Regions from separate parts of the Cricetulus griseus genome. Here region 2 is linked to region 1. Evidence: chromatin contacts called from public Hi-C data. All regions are on one chromosome and are shown on one strand. Each heading gives the region's core, a stretch centred on a gene start, on an enhancer-like site or on the middle of the called end of the contact. The rest is flanking DNA. Distances are from core to core; before and after follow the strand shown. Region 1 has its middle 42 kb from the start of Loxl4. Region 2 overlaps R3hcc1l (coiled-coil domain-containing protein R3HCC1L).

Region 1 (3,766 bases), core at 912-3,411:
TAAGCTCCGGAGAACAGACCTAAGCAGAGGTACCAGCTCCACCCAGGAATGCTGGAGGCACTTCAATTTCTCTGGTGCTGTTTCCTGACTGGTAACTTGAAGAGTGCCCTGTACCCCTCCTCATAGAGTTGCTGGGACACTGCAATGCGTGTGACGCAAAATAGACTAGAAACAGTGACTACTTGGTAAAGTTTGCAGAGATTCCCAGACTCTTGACAACCCAATATGAAAGTCAAGCTCAGGGGGTCCATCCCTCACTGAAGATCTGGTGGCTCAGAAAGCCTGGTGACAGACCTGAGGCCAGGCCAGGACTATGGGACACAAAAGAACATCCTCTTCGTCACAGTGCCAGGCTATTTCCCAACCTAGAAAAAAAATGTCACCACACCCATACAGGCATTTCATTTTACCACAGCCCTGGCAAGCTAAGTGGCCTCCTTGCACTGGCTCTGCTGGGTAAACAGCTCTGGCTACGTGTCACTTCTGAGAAAAGGCCATGGCCATGAGGTCCAGGCTTGGAGTCTGGGTCCTGTAAACAGTTACTTTCTCCTCTTTACCCTGCACATGAACGCTGGGAGTCTGGCTCCTGGCATCGAGAGCTCAACACAGAGGACAGCAGTGTCCTGTGCTCCAGGCCTGTGTGCTGCAGGCAAAGGGCCCTCCTCTGTTGTTTTCCAGTGTGTTCTTCTGATTAGAATTCAGGCAGCACCAGTCTCCTGCTGGAAGCTGCTCCTGCACGTGTTAGGAAAGCCACGCTGCACTCACGTGCCTGAACACTTGTTTGCTGACCCGAGGGATCCCTCTAGCTCAAAGGCTGAGAGGTTTGAGTAATCCCCCAATTTGGAAAGACACCCGTTTTGAGAAAGCAGCCAAGTTAGGTCCTAGCTGCAGCAAACACATTTTCTGTCCAAGAGAGCAAAGAGAGGCATCGGCAGCCCCCACAGCACAGCCTGAAGGTCCCCGGAAAAAAGAGGGCATGTTCCTCTGCCTGCCAGGCCACCCGCTCACCACAGAACTGCCTATAGGCTGAAAGGGCTCCATGGACTGTTCCCAGGATGTCAACAAACACTCCCCAGGGGCAGGCAAGAGGGTGCTGAGGGGGGAGACCATTGCCAAACAAATTCAGAAAAGTGAACTCTAAAAGAAGGCTCTGGAAGCAATGCCTCCCAGTTATGCTTGACAACTTCATCAGAGAACTCTTCTTCTACCACAGTGGCATGAGGGCGGCAGGAAGGCGGCACCAGAAGTGCCATGTCCCCATCTCTAGAGTTCCGAGTCTGTCTTACTGCATTCCCCATACCTACACATATCTGGCTCTAAGAAGGTAGCAATAAAAACTTTTGAATGTTACTTAATGCTAAAATTCCTTTCATGGATGTTTGCCCTTGAACTTTGTTCTTGAAACCCTAAAAGTACATTTTAAGGTCCTCAAGGGTCCTTCATGTTCTTGGGACAGTTTCTACCTTTGGCTCAATTAAATGTGACTTAATCTTCCAGCCCAAGGTGTGTCTGGCTTCATTTATTTTTTTTTTTTTGCTTCATTTATGATTGATGGGTTGGGGGTAGGGTACAATAACACAAATGTGGAGGTCAGAGGGTAACTCGGTAGAGCCTGGTTTTTCTCCTACTTTTACATGGGGCAAACAAAGGCAGTCAGGCTTGTAGAACAAGCTCGCCTGTTGAGCTGTGTTGCTGAGTATTCCCAATGAAACTCACACTGATGGGGATGGGGAGCCACCAGTCACACTCAGTCCAAGACCTGACTCTTTCTTGCTGAATGAGTGACCTGGACATATCACAGACTGTCCCTCATCTGGAACCTGAGTTCTGTGACCTGCTAGACTCACATGGAGGATCTCAGGAGAAAGTGTGTTAGACACACAGTAGGGGCTTGCTCAGTATCAATCCCTTTCCTTGTGACACTTCAAAGATGCTGGGCAAATAATGGAGACAAGTCGAACCCAAAGGATTGGAGAATGTGGAAAAGGAAATAGAAACTTTTACCAGCCCATCACTGTAAATGCCAAGGAAGATTCCAGAACATTGGCCCCAGTGACTGGAATTATGTGTCTCTTGCACTGCTGGCCCAGTGTATGAGGTCTCCCCTTGAGGGAAGGTGTTTGCACGGAGTCATAACCACAGCGTGCCTCTTACTCACCCTGAGGTTTCAGCAAATAATTCATAATCCTCATCACCCGAGTCCACTTCCATTCCCCGAGCTCAACTCAGGCTTCAGCCTGAGTCTCTGGCCCACAGGAAGTAGGGGATGCTGGAGAAGTGAGATGAAGGCCTGAATCAGCTCAGATGACCCACTCAGTCACCTGGTAGATGTGGGATTTGGGACAGATTCTTGTTTCTGGGCCTCAGTTTCCTTGTCTATGCAATGGGTGTCTTGATGCCTTCCTCTTGAAAATATCAGAAAGAACAAATGAGCAGAAGAAGGTCACAGAACTTTGTAGACCACACACAACCACTCTGCCATCCAGAGATGGCTAGTGTTGTTCCTGGGCAGAAGCCCAGGAGTGTGTCTGGGCATCTGGTGTGGCACATGGACTCCCCATGGGAAGGGCTCACACTGTGGTCTGTGTGCAGTTACTGTTGCTGCTCCTGCAACTGCACCCAGCCTGGGGCTTGGGAGGGCCCTGCAGGTGACAACAGCTGAGTCCTGGCCCCTATCTGCAGTCTTCAGCCATGGCTTAGAATTCAAGGGACAATACTCCAATCTGTCTTGCTCACATCTGTTGTCCCTTGTATTTAGAAACACAACTCCATTCTGCTCTCAGAAGTGCTTCGGTTTGAAGAGTAGCTCACATGACATGTCCCTCCTATGCATCCCACTCAGAGAGAGACAAACCTGAACAAGAACCAACCAGGGACTCAGGAGCCACACCCAAGCAAGGCATTCTTACACTGTGGGTAGCATGATTCTGTCAAGGAGCATGAGACCTTGGGCTCTGCTTCCAGATTCCCAGGCTCTGGGAGATGATCAGTAAGGGAGGACAGATCCTGAAGCCCGTCGGGATCCTGATTTCTGCCTTGTTGAGGGTTGGCTGGTGGTCTTCTCCCACTGCATAATTTGGAGCAGGCATAAAGTCACCACACACAAGATGGGACCAGGATCACCCCTACAATTTCAGTCAAGGTGTACCCCACCAGCAGGTCCTTTGAAAAAGGGCACAGGCCAATCAACAATGCCTGGGAGATTTAAATCGAACTCTACCAGTAGAAGCCAGGCAAACACTCATAACAATCCCATAGCTCAGGCACTGTGGCCTCAGTTACTCTACATAATAAGGTTTTTCTCTGATTCTGCTCACCCAGTCTTGGTACCCCACAAGGGATAGCTGGATGTGACCTCCTATCTGGAGATTCAGCTTGTTTCTAGCCCAGCCCTACGACCAGGGTATGTTCCGCCTTCTTCTAACCGAAGTGGCCTCCACTGAGCATGCTCTATGTGTGAGCCTGCCAGCAGGTGCTATACATCATTCTGTCCTCACACAGCCCTGTGGGTTGTGTAAAAGCCTCAACTTTCTAATGAAGGATGATGAAACTCAGAGACCACACTGGGAATGAGCGACGGACTGAGAGAGGCAGAGAAAGAAAAGAGGTCAGTTTTCAAGGTCAGTTGCTATTTTGAAATGAAGGTGAGCCAGGAAATTGTCATGGAAGAGCAACTATTTAGGGTTTCCGGTCAATGCTGGCTGACCCTGTGCTCTGACGCCGGTCCTGGTGGAGTGCCTTTGGGCATCTTCATTTTATCACCCAG
Region 2 (3,766 bases), core at 779-3,278, 120 kb after region 1:
TGGTCCTGTGATTAATCACTGCCCACTCTGCTTAGGGGTATTTATCACAGCCCACTGTCAGGTAAATCACTGGAAAAACACCTCTTCAGTAATTAATGTGAAGTGACGGATGGACAGCCCCTGGGCCCATTAATCAGGAACATCAGCAGCCTACTGAGATTATGAATGTCAGGATGCATAAACTGCTGCTGGATCAATAAGCCCAGGAATTCATCCAAGGCTCTCATTTCCGAGGCATCTCCGGTACATTAGGTTCTCTCAAGCCCTCCCTCAATCTGAAGTGAAAATCAAGGCTTCAGAACAAAACAGGAGCTGAGGCCTGAAATGACCACTCCAATGACATGGTCAAGGAAGATGGCTTTGACTAGCAAAGGTACCAGGATGGGCAACCAATCAGTGTGTGTGGTACCACACATTGATCAAGAGGCTCTCTCAGAAGGTGTGGTACCCTGGAAACACAGCTTAACTAGGAAGACATAGTTGACTTCACTTACCAAAATCTCATTATCCATTTTAGGTATCATCCTGCTTCTTGCTTATAATCTGTTACCCATTCCCCTGACCCATACTTTCTTCCTTTCATATAAGAACCACTAATGCAGGGAGAAATAAAAATGAAAATTGAATTTTCACTACCTAAGATTCTGGGTAAATTTTAGTTTAATAAGAAAAAAAATGTATGAAATAAAATAATTAAATTATTTAAATTTAATTTAACCCCATCACTCATTACTATGATGAACATGGAAGAATTATCTATAGTGCTAAGCAAAAATATTCTCCACAAAAACCTTAGCTTAACTTGAAAAAATTATCTGGAGCTCAAAGAGAAAGAATATGTCATAATCCCAAGTGTAACCAAATTTTGTATAGGAAGGAAGGTTGAATACTGTAGGCTGGCAGTGACGGGAAGGAGACTGCCCTTAGCGCCACATCCCGCCAAACCCCAGTGCTGTGTTTTGTGGTCAGACTCAGGCCAGAGCTACAATTGTTGGTTAGAAAGTGTCTCAGAGTTACGGCTGCCTGTTCCGCTAAATCTCATTTCATCCTACTGATGGATGGATGGACAGATGGCTGCTTGGTGAAAGCAGCATTATCAGCCAGCTTCTATGGAGCCTCTGAATGATGGATAGCCCTCTTTCTACTTTCTCCAAACCACCATCGATCCAAGCCATATTTCAGCGGTCAGAAGCCCAGTAATATTAAGACACACAATCAGGTTAAGTTACTTGCAGTATAAACCTCTAAAACAGAAATCTTAACACCTCTGCTTTGCTGTCATGAACTAGGCTAAAAATGCCACAGTTTGATTCTTTCTAGCTGCTAACACAATGAATTCCAACAGCTCAAAGCCCAAAGGGAACAGCTGGGCTCTATTCCTAGCAGTACTTGAAAAGCTGACTCGCTTGCCAAAATTTTTACTAGCCAGTTCATTTCTGGGAAATGAACTCTGCAGCAGTGGTGAGCAGATCTGTGAATATGTGTATCCAGTGGAGTGTGAAACTATTAGAACCATCAAACCACCTACAGTTTGTCAGTGATGCCATCAATAGCCCCAAACATGTGGAGTTTTGGACCTACCAAGTATACCAACACCAAGAATGCTCATTAAAGCAAGGACAGATTAAAATCCTGTCTTACAAAGAATTCTAAAACGTTGTATGTATCTAGTCTGCTTGTCCAGCCTCTATTCTCTTATTTGCATATCAAATTGTTAAATCCTAATCCTTGCTTGCTCTCACAAGCACATGTCTGTATCCATTTGTTCTGTAGACTTATAACCATCGTACAATTATCTGGCTACTTAAGAGTCCATGCCTGCCTTTGTTCCTTCCACGTTACCCTTGGCTCTCCAGAAACTCAAGAGTCATACAACTGAACTCTGTATCAAAATTAATTCCACTTTTATGGCTAGAAAAAATAGAATGTGACATCATCTTTGTGATATGGAATCCTAGAGCTCACAAATCTTTTTCTGTGTTTATTCATTCCCAAATAATCTCTAAATGACTCACCATCAACCCCCCTGCACCCACTCAGGATGACCTGGCTCCTAGTCTTTCAACTGGTGACTGAACTGGTGCTGCTTTGAACCTATGCTCAGGTCATTTATTTATCTTTTTGTGGGGTAAGCAGATGTCTCACTAGAGTGGCAACTGTCTGTCTTCAGTACTTATGCCTTCAAAATCACCAACAGCTCTTTTTACCAAAACAATGCACTATATTTAAAATATGTTCCTTTGCTATAGTGTTCTATTTAAGAACAGTATTGTCTTTCACAGAAATATTAAGAATATCTACAGAATTATGCACTACTGCAAAAAGATCAAGTAGGTTAAAAATAAGCAACCTAATATTTCAAATAAAGATACCAAAGGTCCAAGGATTTTATTGTTTTGTTTTTGAGAAAAGATCAAGGATTTTGTTTTGTTTTATTTTTGAGACAGGGTCTCCCTATGCAGTAACCCTGGCTGGCCTGGAACTCAATATGTAAATCAGGCTAGTGTCGAACACAGAGATCCACCTGCCTCTGCCTCATGAGTGCTGGGATTAAAGGCATGCGCCACCATGCTCAGCTCAGATCCCATTATGTATGCCCATGGCTACAGAAATATTAAACATCGATAAGAGGCTGGGACCTACTTATAAATGCCATGCTCCCTCTGCTATCTTCCTTGAGACATTTCATTTTCACCATTGGCATTTCAACAGGAGAGAGGCCATGGGGTGAACACTGTGTGTGTTTGAATAAGGGAAGTGACCACAAAGGCCCAAACCTGGTGACATTACTATTGTGCTTCCCATCCAAGATGAGCACTGGTTGTCGGGGAGTCATTAACTATGTTAAGAGAATAAAATCAGATAAAGCCCTGACAATCTCCACACTCTTAATTTGTCCCAGTTTTATCAAGAACATAGAAAACAAGAAACTGAAGAATCAGAAAGCAAGAGGCCCTACAACTCACCCTAAATGGTCAAGGATATGGGTGAAACGTGCCCCTTTCATTTTCATGAATGATACACATTCTGGTCAGAAACAAAGCATTAGATGACTGACTGACTTCCCCCTCTGGTGGCTAGAAAGTGTTACTACTGCACTCCAGAATTTCCAACCTACCTCTCCACACTGCTCTAAATGACCACAGAACACCACTACAAAGAACAAATACGTGAAGGGGAGGTAGGAAAGATAGAAAAACATAGTGGTGAACTCTATTGAAAGAGGCGGAATCAGACACATGATGGCGGACACCAGTATTGATGCTGGGCCAAACCCTCTTCTTGGCATTGGGGAACATGGCAGATGAGTTTCTAGCTTTCACGGAGCTTAGCGTTTGGCTCGTGAGGAAAACTTCTGAGAGACAATAATAATAAGTAGGATTGACTCCATGCCAAAAAGAGGCCTGGTAACTTATAAAGAAGCCAATGGAGACCAATTTCAATTCAGAATGAGATTCCAGCACTTCGTAGTGGTGGGCTGAATGTAAGAGACACCAAATAAGAACCAAGGCCCACCCTCCACCTCCAGTTATGGCAGCTTGGGCATCACCATGGTTAATTAGCAAGTATGTGGTGGAAAAATGGTAGAGAACGAGAAGTGCAATAGGAGATGCCATGGTGGTGAGGAACAGCCCAATCTGAGTAGCCTGGGCTGCCACCTGAACCATGGAGATGTCCCAGCCCATGCTGCTGCTGAGGGTCATGTCTGGGTCCATGGCCCTGCAGCACAAGAGGTCTGGGCCAATGTCCATGACCCAGGTTACCA

What was found. A called contact is a pair of places that touch in the nucleus more often than the background predicts.
Region 2: a contact with region 1 is called in a Hi-C map of the CHO-K1 cell line, with 4 times the contacts expected there. The contact joins two enhancer-like sites. A contact is called at or near these places in 2 of 8 Hi-C or Micro-C datasets (both in the CHO-K1 cell line).

Annotation. Positions count from the first base shown.
Region 1 is chr3:18,900,805-18,904,570 of CriGri-PICRH-1.0, forward strand. No RefSeq gene overlaps it. Among named protein-coding and RNA genes, the nearest start is that of Loxl4, 42 kb to the right of the region's middle. Within about 2 kb of position 2,162, at least 2 of the 6 cell types and tissues checked have open chromatin away from gene starts, as enhancers often do. A contact at or near this core is called in the CHO-K1 cell line, where this site is marked.
Region 2 is chr3:19,019,648-19,023,413 of CriGri-PICRH-1.0, forward strand. The region is part of intron 2 of R3hcc1l (coiled-coil domain-containing protein R3HCC1L); the gene reads right to left. Among named protein-coding and RNA genes, the nearest start is that of R3hcc1l, 25 kb to the right of the region's middle. Within about 2 kb of position 2,029, at least 1 of the 6 cell types and tissues checked has open chromatin away from gene starts, as enhancers often do. A contact at or near this core is called in the CHO-K1 cell line, where this site is marked.